Regions from separate parts of the Mus musculus genome. Here region 1 is linked to region 2. The links are chromatin contacts, called in public Hi-C maps. All regions are on one chromosome and are shown on one strand. The core of a region is the stretch at or near the end of the contact, and the rest is flanking DNA. Distances in the headings are between cores, read along the strand shown. Region 1 has its middle 19 kb from the start of 9130214F15Rik. Region 2 overlaps Gm30692 (a long non-coding RNA gene).

Evidence for each region. Hi-C and Micro-C count contacts between places; a contact is called where the count stands out from the background.
Region 1: a contact with region 2 is called in a Hi-C map of extraembryonic endoderm stem cells, with 2.1 times the contacts expected there. The contact joins two enhancer-like sites. A contact is called at or near these places in 1 of 484 Hi-C or Micro-C datasets (extraembryonic endoderm stem cells), 5 of 115 datasets of contacts at active chromatin or transcription factors (embryonic stem cells, pancreatic cancer cells and trophoblast stem cells) and 1 of 9 other capture datasets (embryonic stem cells).

What each region holds. Positions count from the first base shown.
Region 1 is chr8:24,481,756-24,487,033 of GRCm38.p6, reverse strand. No RefSeq gene overlaps it. Among named protein-coding and RNA genes, the nearest start is that of 9130214F15Rik, 19 kb to the left of the region's middle. Within about 2 kb of position 2,258, at least 36 of the 459 cell types and tissues checked have an H3K27ac peak or open chromatin away from gene starts, as enhancers often do. A contact at or near this core is called in extraembryonic endoderm stem cells and pancreatic cancer cells, where this site is marked.
Region 2 is chr8:24,415,613-24,420,884 of GRCm38.p6, reverse strand. It overlaps Gm30692 (a long non-coding RNA gene), which reads right to left. Exons shown (of 3, transcript XR_001778531.1): 3 at 3,949-4,200. Among named protein-coding and RNA genes, the nearest start is that of Gm30692, 5.9 kb to the right of the region's middle. Within about 2 kb of position 1,419, at least 147 of the 459 cell types and tissues checked have an H3K27ac peak or open chromatin away from gene starts, as enhancers often do. A contact at or near this core is called in extraembryonic endoderm stem cells and pancreatic cancer cells, where this site is marked.

The DNA of each region.
Region 1 (5,278 bases), core at 1,009-3,508, 65 kb before region 2:
ATGTTTTTAAACTTGACAGATAGCTTTATTTTGACAGCTCAAAATCTTGGATTAGAAATAGGGTATACACACAAAATCAAATAAATACAAATTCCCTTGTGTATATACTGTACACACAGAGGCTGTTCTTAACTCTGCCCATTGACAATTCCTTAGGACAGCGATTTCATCAGTAGGAGCATCTACCCTATTCCCAGATCTTCAAGTCTAAACACATTTCCAGCAATAAGAACTGAGGGAGGGAATTATTTTTTCTCTTGGTTTCAGTGATTTCAGTCCCTGCTTGGCTGAATCCATCACTGTCAGAGTCACCATAGTGAGGTAGAAATTCTTGGTACCAAGAGCCTGGTAGCTAGAAGAGAGATAGAGGGAGAGAGAGACAGAGAGACAAAGAGAGATAAAGAAGATGAGGAAGAATATCTTCCCAAAAGAAAGGCTCTGGTGACCCATTTTCTTCCAGTAAATCTCACCCAAGAGTTCATTAAGCTATAAACCTATCAGTGGGCTCCTTGATTGATAAAGTTCATGGCCATATAACTGGTTCACAGATTTTTCACTACTCAGCCAGCTGGGAATCAAGGCTTTCACACACAAGCCTTTTGGAATACACTTTATATCTAAATCATAACATTCCACAAAGGAAAGAAATGCCCAACCATGGCGCTCACAGAGCCTGAGCCACCAAGAAGGGAGCAGGCAGGAGCTGGACCTAGGCCCCCTACACACTGTAGCAAATCTGCAGCTTCGTCTTCCTGTGTAGGTCCCCTACCAATGGATTTGAGGCTGTCTCTGTCTCTGTTTCCTGCCATTGGATGTTCTTACCCCTACCTGGACTGCATGGTTGGGGCTCATTGGGAGAGGATGTGCCTGATCTTGCTGGGACTAGAGTACGGTGGAACCCAAGGGGGCTCCCCTTTTTCTAAGGAGAAAGGGAGGAGGCAATGGGGAGTAGGGAATGTGAGGGTGCAGCTGGGAAGAGATGAGGTAGTGGGTCTGTGATCCGGATGTAAAGTGAATTTAAAAAAAAGAAAAGAAAGGGAAAAAGAAAAACAGAGAAAAGAAATGCTCAAAGAATGATGTCATAAAATGACATAAAAATCAACTAGCAAAGTTCCTCCCCTCTAGTTAGATCCAACAGTAATTTGAGTACCTAAATAGATGATTATCATTTTTAACCCACAAGAGGAGTCATAAGATCCCATAAAACCTACCTCAAAAAATGACAGTGAAGATGTGGGTGAATAAGTTAGGGATGTTCTTGTTGACAGAAGAATGGCAATACCAAATACAGAGGTCATATATTCAGAAGGTCACCCTTGGATCACTATTATAATAATTGTTTTAGTCAAGAATCAACACTGGTGAAAGTTTGATGTGCCTTAACAAAGGTGACCCAGACTAGCATGAGACAGATGTCAAGTGTCTCTTCACACGATGTGGAGAGAATGACAACGTCATGTCTGGGGACAGGTAGCTCCAACTTCTTCCCTGACTCCAACCAGAAAGTGGCTGCAGGAAGCCCCAGGCTGAGTGGCCATGACAGAGGGTCATTGCTCTTCAAAGTGTAAGAATCAAGGTAAAAAAGAGAGTGTGGAGTCTTCTGAATCAATGGAGTGTGAAGACCAAGGCAAGATGCAGTCCATATTGGGTCCAGGAGGAGGGAGAATGGAGAGCTTGACTTAGATATTAGAACAGAGTAGAGCGTTTGCCTAGCGTGTGTGAGGCCCTCGGCTTACTCCTCAGAACTACCAAACTAGACAAAGAGAGCCATCATAGTATGAGACACTGTACTCTTGTTTTATAAGGAAACATTCTGAGTTTGAAGAAATGTACATTACCGTACCATACCATACCATACCATACCATACCATAAGGGAGCATCATCTTGGCAACCTACTCTCCAAGTTTAGAAAGCCAAGTGCAGTGGCTTACCTCCCTTATGATTCCAGCACTCAAGAGGCTGAGGCTTCTGGTGGTGGGTTCAAGGGTGGCCTGGGCTACCTTTGAGATCCTGTCTCAAAATGAGCGGGATGTGCCTCTGCCTCTTATGTGCAAGGCCCTGAGTTTGATACAGGGGAAGGGGGGCGGGAATCAAGTTCACAATGCTTTTATACATGGGTGGTGGGAGGAGCCTATGACAAACATGGTGTAAGCACAGATGATTTTATAACAGACAGTTAACACAGATTCCTATAATGTGCATCATTGGCAAGGGTCCTCCGTCTAGACACAAGGAGCCAAAGTATGCAGATGGTGAAATTCCCGGCACAAGCTGATGACCAGAGGCAGAATTACATGCTGTCCCCAGCACTGAAGGATGGAGTCAGCTTAACAAAGGCCAGCTTTCAGAGATAGGATCGCCACTTAGTGCTGGCAGAGCAAGGCTACATTAGAACAAAGGCGTGGCTCTGGCATTTGCCCCCTGAAGACAGGCAAACAAATGCTTTGTAATCCTGTCTCACTCTATAACAAAGGAGATGCCAGAAAGGTCTCAGGTCAGGCAAGCCTGCTTCTGAAGGCTCAGCTCTTAAATGCACGTGTCACGAGGCAAGATCCACGTTCAGATTTAGCCATGGCTTTCCCAGACCCCAGGGCATGCACCTAAGTGAAGTTCTAGTGAAAGTACCCCGTGGTGTTTCAGGACATCGAGGAAGCAGGGCAAGGCCTTGGGGACAAGTCACATTAGTCTTGCAGCAAACAGAAATGGTGGGTGGACTACTCTTAGGGGAAGCCAACAAGATGGATACACTTTTTCTTCTTTTTTTTTTCTTTTTTCTTTTGCATCCAGTGACAAGAGTTTTACATAAACAGGAAATGGAGTTGTTGAAGTTTTCTCATTACTGGAAATGCAGACCTGATTGAAGAAAGATGTTCACTGATTGTTTTTCCCTTGGGCTCTAAGAAAAGAAAATTATTTTCGGCTTGTGTCCTATGACTTTTTATGGTCCATAAAGGGCTGCTAATGTAGGTTCCGTGTTTATGAAGGCAGTCCGTTTTTATAAAGTCCTCTCTCACTTTCTTTGCCTTGACTCTGTCAAAACAACCGGGCTCAGCTTCAGTGGAAGCCAAGGGCTCTGTGGGAACCAGTGGCAGCTGACCCCATAAAACCGTTCTGACCCAATTCTTTGCTCCATTGCTCCTGCTCTTTCTACCCCGTGCTCCCTCTTCTCACGTCTGCATGCATTTACTGTGTCCAGGCATTCATTTAAGGGCTCATTTATGTTCAGCGACAAAGCATTTACAGAGCACCTATGATTGGTCACCACTGCTGGGGACCCGTTACAGAGAAGAGGGAAGGACGCACACAGACTCTGTGGTGGGCTTTCTCATACTCTTACACAACCCAAGAGAAGGAATAATTCCCTGTTCAGTACTCGTTAGATTTCTAAGTTCTGTTTTCTTTCCTACATAGGCTATTTAAAAGAAGGAAGAGATGGAGAAAGGTAGGGTGGTTGAGACTGGCATTGGGGAGGGGTCGCTCAATTAGTGCTTGACAGCTCAGTGAGGTTTGAACAATGAGGCATGAAAGGCATAGTCAGGCAAGGAGGACAGGACAGGTACAGTGACCCAGGGAAGTGGTTGGTTGTTCTAGGAGAGGGCAGGCTGATAGATCCCCCATCTGTGGTTCATGTAGGCATTATACAAAGACTTTGACACAAAGACCTGACCTCTCTTCTCTCCCCTCTCTTCCCTGATTTCATGCCAACTTTCCTTCTTACAGGTTGTAGACAGTAGACACACTGTGTGATATTATTGAAGGTTTTGGATCATTATACTGCAACCTGGAAATTAGCTTATGTAAATGAGGCACAAGGTCTCTCGTGACCGTGACTGTCCCCTTCGCTATCGCGAAAGGTTGGTTCCTCTATGATTTGATAGCAGAGGAAGCACAGCATGCTCCTGAAATATTTCAAGCATGATAAGAGTTAGACCATGGTCCTCTTTTTCAGAAGTGAGAACTGCCCCTTCCTCTTTAGATAGTTGGAAATGTTGAGAGTCAGCCTGGAAGCTCACACGGTGAAATGACCAGGGAAGTTGGAGCTCGGGTCCTATACGAAACCCATTTATATCTTGGTTTATTCCTTAGGTATTTGGCCAAGACCAGAACAGTTGATGTTGGCTTCATAAGACAGAGAAGGCATGATGCAATCAAACCAGAAGCAGGTGAGTTCCCAGGGTACTTTTCCAGAATTGGAAATACTGGAAAATATTAAATCTTGTAAAAAATATTTCCCCAGTATTCATGATTTTCATGATTGAGGCCCTGGGTTCATTCACAAACACTTTTTTTTTTTTTAAAGATTTTTGTCAAACGATTAAGATAATTGGGAGATTTTAGTTTTTCTGTATCCCTTGCTGTTAGTGTCTCTGTTTCGTTTTCTTTTTTACCCTGTTTCCCCAATTTGCCTGTGCATGTGGGGAGGTAGGCATGTGTACTCATGCACATGCGTGTGGATGTGCACGTGAATCTTCCACATTATTCACGGAGGTAGTGTATCAAACCCAGAGCTTGCCAATATGGCTATGCCTACTAACCAGCTCGCTCTGGGAATCTTTCTATACCTCCAAGGCTAGAATTGCAGATGGGCCCTTCTGGCATTTATGTGGGTTTGTGGGGCTCTGAATTCTGGTCCTTACACAAGTGCTTTAACCATGGGAACCTCCCCATCCCAGCCACAGCACCTTGGGTCTCTATCCTTACACCTTTGCCCACACCATTTTCTGTGTATGTGGACCGCCTTTCCTCTTGAGCCTCCACCTGCTTACTTTTGGGGATTTACAAGGATTCTGCCACTGCTTTAGACTGTACACCTGCCGTACCTCCCAGACTTATCAGATCTCTTAACAAGATACAGGAACTAACGCCATAGACCACAGCCCATTCCCTGGCAGCGTTTCCAATAAAATCTAAGTACTGCCTTTAAACAAAGCAGTCTGGAGCAGAGGCAGATGTGGGCATGAGGCTGCTAACTGAACATCTTTTCCTTGTTGGAAACCAGTCCCATCCTTCCTGTGGTCAGTTGCTGGTCCTTATTTGTCATTTTCTATCCTCTGGGAAAGACATGTGGCTGCAGTGATACAGACGTCAGCATCACAGTCCCTTTGGGAAAATGTGCAGAGAGAGACTTTTTACTTTTTTACTCCTGTCAACTCCAAACTTTAGTAGTGTGTTTGAAAGATTTCAAGTGAGAACTGCCTTTTTGAAGGTTCATTCCCGGGTGTGTTTTCCCTCCTTTTGAAACTATGTCTTCCATAGAGTTTTCCCCACAGCATTTAA
Region 2 (5,272 bases), core at 170-2,669:
TGTGTGTGTGTGTGCGCGCACGCAATGGCTGTCTGTCTTTATGATTTAGATTCCTTGTGCATACATTTCTGATTTAGATTTTACCATTGCAGTTTATCACCAAGGAGAAGATTTTACAGAGTGTCTGGGGTACACTGTCTCTGTCGGCTTCAAACTACCTCACTAACTCAGAATGCCCACACTTCCCAGAGAAATGCCCTTGGGTAAAGGTCTTCCCCACAACACAGGACGCGCCTGCTCTCTTTCCCAAGCAAGAGCGCCCAGCCCTTCAGAGGTGAGGGAAGCTGACAGGAAATGATTCAGGAACCAGCGGTGCGTTTGCCTTGCCGCCCCTGTGCAGGCAGGAGGGAGCTTGCCATTCCCTGAAAGGCTTACTCAGTTATTCCACAGGCTCTAAAAATTGTGAAACTTCTGTCTGTTCTTTGTCTTTGGCAGTCTCCACCTGTGCAGTGGGCGGGTCTAAACGCTGCCTCCCTGTGAAATCTACTGTGCTCAAATATCTAGTTCTCTCTGTCTCTATCTGTCTCTATCTCTGTGTCTGTCTGTCTCTCTGTCTCTGTCTGTCTGTCTTTCTGTCTCTCTCTCTCTCTCTCTCTCTCTCTCTGTGTGTGTGTGTGTGTGTGTGTGTGTGTGTGTGTGTGTGTGACAGAAAGCTCAGCAAAGAGAGAAAGGTAGCTTTGGGGGATGAGAGGGGAGCTGTTGCCTGAGCTTCAGTACCTGGCATTTGTATTGTGTCTGTAGAATACAGCAACGTGACTCTCCAGACTCACTGTAGCTGCTGTGTGGAAGGAAGGTAGACAAGACGAGGGACAACGGTGTGGACGGAGAGAACAAGGAGACTTGGGTGGCTCTAAACATCAAAGAGGCAGCCTGGGAGAAGTAAGTTTTTGTGGAAGGCACGGCTAGAAATGACACAACAAATCTGTCCTAGAGCCTAGCTGTGCCCCTTGAGGCTGCAGCATCGGAAGTCAGCAGGGCACACCCCAGCTGCGCAGTGTCAGCAGGTTTGGAGTAGGGCTCAGGCAAGTGGCCTACAGTGTGGCAGATTGCTCATGGCCCTCCGGGACTTTTTAGATCTGGGAGAGCTAATCCTGTTTCTCCCTCACTCCACTGCCATTTGTAGTCACTGCAGGGGACACCACTCCTGAAACAGGAGACTACCTAGCATCTAGCACCATGAGAGAACGGAGCCCAGTCAGTCACCACAGACAGTACGATCAAGCAGTAGGCCTTTATGGGGAGTAGCCATGCGTGACTTAGTAGCAGGGAATCTTGGTGGCCTTCTGAAAGGGGAAGGGGTGTGTTCTTCCAGAGTAACACTTTGCCCTTTGAATGTGATTAGCAAGACAGGGATGGTCTATTCTTTAAAGGTCTCCCAGTGACCAAATTTGGCTTCTGAGAACTGACCTGCGGAACTACGCCTGAGTCATGTCTGTTTGCTTCATTGTCTGTCTTGGTTGTCATGGAAACATCACAGCTCAGTCCAAGGGTTCAGATTCCCGAAGTTAGCCTCAAACTAATCTATACAGATAGGTTTGCTTTCTTTGTCAGTCTTCAGTGACATCCTGCCCCACTCAAAGTAGAAGCTGAAGAATTCAACACTGCCCAGGGACAAGCCTAGTCTTTTCATCAGAGTAAAAATGTCCTCCCCTGTGTTTTGCTGGGAGCATGGTAATGATATTTAAAGAAATTCCAGATCACTTCCTGGTTATCTGACTGGAGGATCAAAGTTGTTCCCTTGTTAACATAGAAGCCCCACACATGCGAAAGGAATGTCAGAGCTCTTGACATTGTCTGTTTTGGTTTCATCCCTTAGCAAAATCTCAGGCCAGATCTGAGTAGCTCTGGGCATTTCTCTCGGAAGGATGCTCTCTGATGAGATATTTGGTGAATCTCTATTTCGTTTGATTCCTTGATAATATCTGCAAATCTCTCCAACTCAGACTCAAGGAAGGTTCAGATGGGATGGGTGTATGGTTTTCTTCAGGAGGCTGTTTGAACCAGATGCTCCACAGCCTTGCACCACAGCACAGCACAGTTGCTTGAACGGGGAGGCGATTTGCTTTGTTTATTACCTATACTGTTGAGAGTTATAAGTTGCCACTAACACTGTGCGAGCTCAAGGGGACAAAGAGAAAGGAAGGTGGTAGAGAAACTCACCGTAGATACGTATAAGGTGTCATGATGACTACACAGGGCTAACATGCAAATTACCTAGGACCCGTCTTATTCGAAGTAAGTGCTTACAAATGTCAAATTCCTTTCTCTTTCATTGGTTGGTAGTCATTGCCTGGTTGATATAAGGGAGGAAACATGTCTGATTACAATCCAGATGGATTTACCATTTTGCTAAACGCACAAAGAAACAAATCATATCAACGGAAAAGAGATCGGTGTGGACTGGAACAACAGACATACTTACTATAGTATGTAGACTGAAACTTAACAGTTTTCCCTGTCTTCTGTATCCCATGGAGGATGAGGAGCCATTTTAACAATCATAGATTCACATTCACTGACAGTTCTCTCTCATTATAGGAACCTGGTCCTGTATGAAACCTCAACCTGTTATTTCTATTGATAAATAGTGACTGTGCATCAGCCCCCTGCTCCTCTCTCTGGCTGATAGGGTCTCACACCTCTCTGATAGTGATAACTCCCCCACCCCCGGGAATCACGTAGGGGACGTACTCATCAGTGCTGGTAGTGTTAGTATTGGTATCAGCTGTGGGAAAGGTCTGGTTCTTGACCTATAGGACCCGTTCTGTTACTTCGTACTCCAGGTTTTGGGTAAGAAATGTATATTGACTTTTCCTAGTCATGTGTTAGGGGCATGTTGATGCTCTATTCTGCACTCTCTGGTATCTGAAGGAAAGAAAGTCGGTTGACACCAAGCCATGGAGCAGGAAAAGAGACGGGGCTGTCTCTATCCTATCTGCAGGGCCTCACTTCTCCTTCAGTACCCGAAGCCATGCAGACTGACCTCCAGAGCTATTCACATCACTGAACAGACAGTCCCCACAGATAGGATGCCAACCCAAATTTAGACCAGGACACTCAAGCAAGACCTTGGAATTCGAAAAGGAAATTACCATTATCCAGGAAGAAAACTATGGGTTAGAAAATTTGCACCTGAAGTCCTGAGAGAGACTTAAGACCAAGGTCTGATTAGCAGAGGGCTCGGCGGCACTGAGCCAGGGAGTTTACCCCAGACTCGACACACTGTCTTTAGACTTATTGGCATGCCAGTTTCTATCTTCTGTTTGTCATGGCATCTGTAAGTTTAATGGCTTAGAGTTAAGTCTAAGATCTACTGAGCAGTACCGTGTACATCTGTGCAAATGTGTGTCTTTCTCAGCACTGGTTCACTCCTCTGTGCAGCTGAGATACTTCAACTTTTATCAAGCGTCGCCATGAGACACACATAACTTAAGTTCACTCACTTGGCATAAAGCCTAGAACACAATAAGCACTAATATAGGCACTTCCCCCTCCTTTTCGCCTCTTCATAGACTAAAGTAGAGTTATTTGTCAAAAGTTAAGTAGTAGCAGTACATCTCAAATACTCAGCCATCAGCGATCAATCACAAAGAGGGATAAGCATTCAGAACTCTAGTGTTAAAACGTAAGAGTTAAAAGGGAAAAAAATTAGCAAAATTAGTCTGTTGATCCAAATCTGTTTTTTATTATGATTTTTATGAAATAAACTATTCCTGATTCCAGGCTGCTGAAATGTAAGAGGTAGACAGTGGGCTGGAGAGTTGGCTCAGCAGTTAAGAGAGCTATCTGTTCTCTCAGAGGACCTGGGTTCAGTTCCTAGCACCCATGTCAGGGGTCACAGCCTCCTGTATCTCCAGCTCCAAGGGATACTACTCCCTCTTCTGGACACTTGTGGGCACCCACATACATGAGTCATATACTCACACAGATACAAACATAGACATAAAGACAGCAAAATGAATCTTTAATAAAAAGTCTATGTTAACAAAGACACCCCCTCTTTAGTGTCGCTGACATCAGTAAGCATAGTCATGAAGTAAACGGATTCTAGGGTCTGTAGTGTGGCATATCCCAAGTTTCCATCACATCCATCATCCTAGCTGACTCTGGAGTGGTGCTCAGTCGACTGTCACGTGATCTGCCCATTTCATCCCAAGAGCAACACGGCCACTGATCTCTTTTCTGATTCGATGGATTCACCTGTGTGGAATCATGTGAACACAAGCATGAAGTCTTCTGTGTTTGGCTTCTTGTGCTTAGCCAGACATCCTCAAGACTCACGTTTGTTGAGACATGTATTACCTTTTTATGTCTTCCCTTTAAGACATGTATGCTCTTTATTTTGTTACCAGGTGTGGCTGTACAACACCCCACCCATCTACATATGACTTGGCATATTTCCAATTTTTAGCCATGATGAACAATGCTGCCACAGAACTGTAGAATTTCAAACCTACACAATACCATTTGGTTTATGGAATCTGGTCCCTTTCAAGCTACAGATATGCCAACAAAGCATCCAGAAAGTTAGACGCAGAGCCTGTGTCTCACTGCTTCTCAGTAACAAACTTTAACTAGAGCGCAGCTCTTCTAATTATTGTATGGCTGCAATTCCCATCTGCACCAATAGTTTACAAGGGTTTAGAGACAAGGCTTTATGGTAACAATTATGTGCATTCAGTAATAGATAAGAGCCAGTCTCTGCAACCTCAGCAGTACACAGTTTCAAGAAATTGTAATTGTGTGTGCTTTTATTCATTTCTGAAATTCTTTTCTTAGTGCAGAACACACAGTGAGTGTATAATAGGAAAGTAACTGGTGCATTGAAAGAGCTGAACCCACTGGATATAAGCGGTCAAGCAACTTAACTTTGCTTCTCATTTTCCCTTTGTGTCTGCTCATCGTGGTAGGGTTTTCACCCCCTCCGTACTCTAAGATTAAAAACTCAACTAGGCTTCCAAGAAATCAAAAGCCCCAAAGTTTCTTTATCACAAAGCAATCTTAATTCAGCATTTACAGTGCTCAGACTGTGTGACCCCGAAGGTTCCCATCTTCTCCGAAGTTGGCTCCACCCTTCTCCACTCTGAGGCCTGCAGTGAGCTAGCAAGGGCTGGAAGGAAAATGTCCATGGGAACAAGAAAATTTGGACAGATGCTGCAAGAAAGTGGTGTGCTACCCGCTGGCCTTGGAGGTGTTTGCACCCTGATTCGAGAGGCTTCTAAGGCTCTCTGCCTTCCTGGATAGCTCCAACATTCTTAGTAGATGGAACTGG